2 separate regions of the Oryzias latipes genome follow, and region 2 is linked to region 1. The links are chromatin contacts, called in public Hi-C maps. All regions are on one chromosome and are shown on one strand. The core of a region is the stretch at or near the end of the contact, and the rest is flanking DNA. Distances in the headings are between cores, read along the strand shown.

Region 1 (3,407 bases), core at 768-3,267:
TTTTGCTTGTTGACTTTTTTAGTAATAAATGCCTCTAATAAAAAGCATTTCAGCATCTTCTGGTGTTGACCGTACCTCAGTAAAAAAAAATAAAAATAAAAAAGGAAGGTTGGGGGGTCACCTCTATCGAATGTGGTTGTGGTTTGAATAACTTGCACAGATTTATATTGGATAACCAGCTCCACGGTATGGGTGTTCAGAGTAGACTGAGCTGGAAAATTGATCCCAGATGTGCAGGCCAGATAGTATGCCCCAGTTTACTGCCTAACAACCAATTTAGCGTGTAATAAACAGTATTAATGATAACCAAAAAAATCTAAAGTAACTTAAACTTTAAACTCTTGAATGACAAACTTTATGAGAACAGAAATGCGCTACTTGAATCATCAATGTTTCTTAAAAAACGAATTTCCTGTGTTCATTTTGCTGTAATAAAAAAGTAACTACAAATTAAATAAAATAATACAAGAAAGACATCATTTACCTTGCATTAGCTTGCACAAGTGATTTATGCATGACAAACATAGAAAAAAAAACTGCAATTAGGAGAAATATAGGATTTTATTTGCACAGTGTGTATCTCTGACAGACGTCTGCCAATGAAAAGACTGTCTAACAGTACAACAACATAACCTTTTGGCTCATTGTGGACCGTCCATGAGCAAAGTTTATGTTCTAAGAAAACAAGAAAACAGGAGATGACTTTGGCGTGAATCATAAAAGATTGTTGCTGAATTCAAATGTTCCGAAGGGCTTAATGGTTGTGATATTCTATCAAAGTAAAGTAGACATAATTTAGGTTTCCTTGGTAACACTGATAATAAAAACAAAGACAGAGGAGATGCCTGGTCATATTTCACAATCAAGTCCTGCCACCTAGTGTTGATAATGTATATTGACGTGTCATGCTGTGAGGGGAAAAAACTCCAGTGCAATTGTATTACATAATCTTCAGAAAAACAAGCAAATGTAAAACTTTCTGTAGTAATTGTTTACTGTTTACCTTTTAACAATGGCAGAAATTCACTGGTTATTTTTCCAACCAGGAAAAACCCTGGATTGTTGCAGTAAAACCAATAATACAACTGAAATAAGTTAACGTCACTTAAAGTCCCTCTCCAATCATCTTTTGATATGTTGTCAAAGCGTTCCCGGTAGTCCTTTAATTGTTATTATGCAATTTTTAGCCACAGTGAAAATATATATTTATGTTTTCTTACACATAGTTTCTGCAGAGTAGCAGTAGTAAATCAAAAATTCACCTCTCAGTTGTGGGCAGGACTGTTGGTGCAGAGTGAGCCTTCGCTCATTTCCCATTATCCCTTACTTTATACTCTATCCTGTTAACATACAGACCCTCACAACCCCAACCTAACATTCATGGTGTAAAAGAATGGCAAGCAATATTGGATCTATCCAGCTTTACAGTTTGGAGCCAGACGCCAGCTCAGATGAGGAAGATGTACATACATCTTTTTGTTTGCAAGTATAGATGCATCCGAAGGGAGCGGCGCAGGGACGTTGTAGCCTGCCAACTGTAACACAGTCACTGCTACAGGTTGTTTCCAACTGCTTTTTCTCATCTTCTCCTTATTCGCATCAATTGATAAAAGAAATGGCACAAAAACACAATTATCAATGTACTGGAGTAACCTCAGCTACATTGAGAGTCCACAAAACTCTGAGTAAACCCTGAAATATCAAGGTAATTGTATTATGAACACCTTTAATGTCATGGTATCTGCATCTGCACACATTGATTGTATACTGGAATCAGTCTGAACTTGTAAAAAGTATAGTTTTTCTTTATTAAAAGCTGAAAACAATTTTACAATAAAAAAATATTATTTTTTTATCCTGCGATGCTTTTTATGAAACAAACAAAGAATGTTGCTTAATCATAAGTGTATTATCCTGTTGTGTTTTATGGATAATTTCACCACTCACCTACCTGGCAACATATATCGTTCAAAAGAAATCCCGATGACCATGAAGGTAACACCGGAGACGCATTCACGGCTCATACTTTGACGTCACTGCATTCGCCGCCATGTTGGATCAGGAAGTAGGCAGAGTTTCTGCAGGAATCCCGAGCCGAGCTTAACGTCAGCGGCCGTTTCGGCTCGATCCGACTCACTGTTTCCCCCTTAAACCCACCTTACAGAGTGAAGTTACATGCGGCTCGCGCCTACCTCTGTTTGCATCCGTTGTTTGTCTTCGAATCCGAACAAGCTGCCGTCTTTTAGGGATGACTTCTCTAACGCAGAGAACCTCGGGCCTCGTCCAACGGAAGACCGAGGCTAGTCGCAATGCCGCCGCCGACAAGGAGAAGGGGTCTGGCGACGAGGACGACGAGGCCCGCCGCGGGGAGGAGGAAGACGACGACAAAGGGGACTCCAAGGAAACCAGACTTACGTTAATGGAGGAAGTGTTGCTCCTGGGCCTCAAGGATAGAGAGGTGACGGTTGTTTGTGTTGTTCGCCGACTAAGCTAGCTAGTCACCAATTAGTTTAACATAACCGTAGAACACCACCAGTGTTTACTTTGGTTCCCCAAGCATAAATGTCAGTGCCGCCGACTTCCATTTGTGTTTTTAAGCTTGATTTTGAAATTGTTTTTCGGAAAATGTTTTACGGGCATCTCGTATTTATTTATGATGTCACAGTGCAACGTGTCAATCGGCTAGTAGTAGGTGGCTTTAATCTCACCGCGGCCGTTTGGCTCTACTTTTTGTCTGGATAAACTAGATTCCGCGGATCAAAAGTTATTTCCCGCTGATTGACAACTTCACTGAGTTGCTTGGGTCTTTGGGTTTGAGCAAACCGACTGTGTTCTTTTTTTGCCACAACCTGACAGTATGTATCTCAACTTGCTTAACACGTTTGTTAACAAGGAAGTCGTGTTTTGTCCTCTTCCTCCTCTCCTTCAGGGTTACACGTCTTTCTGGAACGACTGTATTTCTTCCGGTCTCCGTGGGTGTATGCTGGTGGAGCTGGCCCTCAGGGGGAGGCTACATCTGGAGCCCTGTGGGGTCAGGAGGAAAAGCCTTCTTGCCAGAAAGGTAAAGATAAATTATGAAATCAGCGTCAAATCTTTCAGGATTTCCTCCTGAACTGTAACTAAATGATGTTTCTGTGTTTTCAAAACCTACTCTGATAAAGAAAATTGTGTTGTTGTTTTTAAACATGTTCTTGTGACATTTTTCTGACAATGGAGGGCATTTATAAAGAAAAAAATAGGCTTAAAATTGCATTTCTGAGTATTTCTTTCCTAAAATCATTGTGAATCAGGAGCAGATGAAAAAATATGGTTTAAAAAAGACCTCCTTTCTGATGCATTATTATGACATTATCACTTGTGGACGACTAGATCAGTGTACGTCTGTGTTTTTCCCTCGTCAGAGCTGG
Region 2 (3,389 bases), core at 400-2,899, 70 kb before region 1:
CTTCCCAGCTTGTTTTTTATTGCTGACCCAAGGGATTCCAAATCTTGATTGACTAAATACACCAGATTTAGTTAGTCAGCATCAAACTGTCCAGGAAGAGCTGGAAAACAGACAGGGCCGTAGCTCTTGAGGACCAGGGTTCGGCAACCCCTATGGGGTGTGAGACTCCATTCTTTGGAGGCCGGTATCCTGCTTGTTTTTTAAGAAATTCTTTCTAAGAAATGTTTCTGATTGCCTAGATCAGGTGTGTTTAGCCAAAAAGGAACTGAAATGACAGGTTAGGCCAGTGTCCTACATGGAAACCATTTGGACAATGGTCCTCGAGGCTTGGAGTTTGACACCTGTGATCTATGTCATCAACAGTTGAAAGGTCAAAGATGTCAAAAAAGATCCTCGAGGAGTAGAGCCTTCCACCTCCGCTAAATATCCCTCTGGGGGTTTCTATGGGAGACAGACATCTTCAAGGAAGGTTTCAGACTCCTTTTGAAATCTGTTATGCAAAGGTTTATGAGTATTATGAGAGCAAACAGTGTCTCTATGTTTAACAGGATGCTGCTACAATCTTTCAACTTAGTTTATGTACCAACCGATAGAGGTGAACCATCTCACCTCCAACCATCTAAACAAAAAAAGATCAACCTGATGGCAGAGCAAAGGGCAGATAATCAGCAGCCAGCAGGAATCATCCACTGGGAACCATGAATGTCATCACAAATTTATGTGTCGCTCCTTTGAGCAGATGCTGGGGTGACGTATTTACTGGTTTGGACAGTGGGGGGCATAGAAACACAGTGAGGAGAGGAAGAAAAAATAAGCTATGTGACAGCACTGACCTATAAAATCAACCTGAATCTCTTTTTGTTTAAATCCCTTTTTCCTATCATGAAGGCTAAAATGTGTGGGGTATTGGGGCAAGTTTTTCCATTGTTTGTTCACTACGGGGGAGACTGCAACCAAAGAAACTGCATAACATCCAGTGTTATGAGTTATGATTAAAGGGGAAAGTTTCATCCTCTGGGAATCAAAAAGTTACCTGATCTAAAGGTTAAAGGTTAAAATGGTTAAAAATCAATTTACTTTCTGGTTGAGTCATACGTTTACTTTGTCTTTTTATGCTTCTATTTGTTGTTAATTTTGCTGCTAAATTTTAAAGTTTTAATCACAAATTAAGGCCTAAAGCTACACATGGCAAAGGGGCTTCAGCGTTGAAAACTCTCATGTTTATGTGTGGCTACGCTAGTTTTTACGTCCGTTTCCGCGCAGCAATTGAACGCGCCAGTTATATCAGTAAAACTTTAACCGATCAGGGACACGGATTTGGTAGTGAAGTTTGGATGGCGCTCCTTTCAATTCACTGAAGTGCCAACCATTTAAAATTGATCATGGAGGAGTAATTTATATATATATATATATATATATACATGATCAATTTTAAATGGTCCGGTTCAACACTTTGCTCAAAGCCTTTTCCACAATAGGTGTAGGACATGTGCTAATATCGAGTAGCAATGGTCTAGTGTGAACACCGCTTACCACACACACAACAATGGTCTGTTCCATTTTTATGACCTCCCTTAAGGTGGCCATACAAATCAAAAGGGAGCTGCAAGGCCCACCCCGTGAGATGCAACTGCTCCTGTATACAGCCCTCCACGGGCCTGGACAGGCCAAAAACCTGCAGGGGGTTGACCTGTGCGGGTGTATGTGACTAGCCCTGAGTTAAAGCTGTAGGACAAGACATACAGTGAATCATGAACTGGAAGCTCTACTGTTTCAAGGTGAACTTTTTGACTGGATGAGACAGGATTTTGTGTTAAAGAGACAGTCAGAGGTCTTTCTGAAGCTTATCCCTGATGGGAATCAAAACATAAGCAGCATTAAAGCATCAAAAATGTAAAGAAGCGTTTTTTTATAATTTTCCATACTCCCTTGATTCACTTGGTTTCTCCTCATCAACTAAATACCGTTGTTCATAAACTTGTGTGCCATCTCTCCTGAGTTTCTCCCCTTCCCTTCCCTTCTCAACCCGTGTCTGCTGACCTGGACCGCAGTCCACCACTAACCATAATCCATCCAGTAACGCTGCAGGCAAAGGTTTTATGGCTGCAACAGATTCTACGACATTTTTCAGCTTCCGTATTGGAATAGATGGCATAATCCTGCTGATACTGGCACAGTAGAACAGACACTGCATTCATGTGCAGCAAACACACCACCAGCTGTTACCGCTGATTAGCTCCTCTGTCTCTGCTTAAGGCCAGATACCCGTGAACTCCTGCAGAGGGTGAGCAAAGAGAAAGCCCCTTGTGACTTCGAACTCTTCTATTAGGTGCAGCATGTTTTGAATGTCAAATGTCACTTTGTCAGATACAAAATGCACCAACTTCCCTATGTGATTCCCTTTGCTTTTTTGTGCACATGCTAAACATGTAACTCCAGATGATTTATCTCTCTAAGGAGCTCGGCTCTGAACTCTGGAGGCTTTGATCACGGCGGCTCTGTTTCATGTTAGAACCTCCTGCTTTGCATTGTCCTGTCTTCCCTTTGACTAACAGCCCTCAAACGCCATTAACATCTTCCATAAGCTGTGAACAAAACCTGCACGGAAGAACAGTGAGGTTTGAGGGCTCCAGTTCACCTAGATACGTTCTCTGAGGAATCTTCAGAATAGATCTGAGGTCATCGTGTGTTCAGAAGGAAACCATAACTGGTCACAGCCTGGTGAGAGTAGAGTACTTGCCGACATGATGAAGGTCTTGGTCATGCATTTTGCTTCTCTGTCTTTGATGAGGAAGGTCTCGGTGATCGTGCGGTTACTTTTTTCGCTGTCATTGAGGAACGAAGCCCTGGCTATTGCCCGTGGGGCATCCAGAATTAAGGTATAAATGATATCTGCAGGATGCAACAAACACGGATATATATGTATTATTAAAAAAAAGGTTTGTGGGGCATCAAAAAAGAAGAACAAGCCAGGATAAAATATGGTCCTGATTAACTCACTTGCATTAGACTCTAAGTTCTGGTTATCAGATTTGACCCTGTAGTAAAAGCAGACTGTGGTCACCACACACACAGACTCCCGGCCCCTGTGTTCGCACTTGTTCTGAGGCTGCTGCAGGTTGATTTTACCAGGGTTGAAAGACATGTTTGCATGAAGCTCTGCAACATCTCTGGACCTGGTGAAAGGACACAGACATACCGATATTTATTAAAAAAACAACTACAATTTAGTCACACTGAGGAGCACTAACTAGAGCAGTGCGTCATCAGACAAAACGTCTGTCACTAGAACCACGGATGTGCTTTACTGTCTGGATAACACTTGGCTTCAACCTTTTCCAGTTTACAGTTACACTGCAGCAGCACAGAAAGAGGAGTCGCCTGCTGCC

What was found. A called contact is a pair of places that touch in the nucleus more often than the background predicts.
Region 2: a contact with region 1 is called in a Hi-C map of gastrula embryo, with 1.7 times the contacts expected there. The contact joins the enhancer-like site here to the promoter of LOC101166973 in region 1. A contact is called at or near these places in 5 of 5 Hi-C or Micro-C datasets (embryo, fibroblasts and gastrula embryo).

Annotation. Positions count from the first base shown.
Region 1 is chr12:8,300,624-8,304,030 of ASM223467v1, reverse strand. LOC101166973 (Golgi phosphoprotein 3) reads left to right here and starts at 2,017. Exons shown (of 5, transcript XM_004074555.4): 1 at 2,017-2,458; 2 at 2,930-3,061. The coding sequence starts at 2,249.
Region 2 is chr12:8,370,166-8,373,554 of ASM223467v1, reverse strand. It overlaps itga1 (integrin alpha-1), which reads right to left. Exons shown (of 30, transcript XM_023960678.1): 16 at 3,001-3,176; 17 at 2,741-2,892. Among protein-coding and RNA genes, the nearest start is that of kcmf1, 11 kb to the left of the region's middle. Within about 2 kb of position 1,649, at least 1 of the 8 cell types and tissues checked has an H3K27ac peak or open chromatin away from gene starts, as enhancers often do.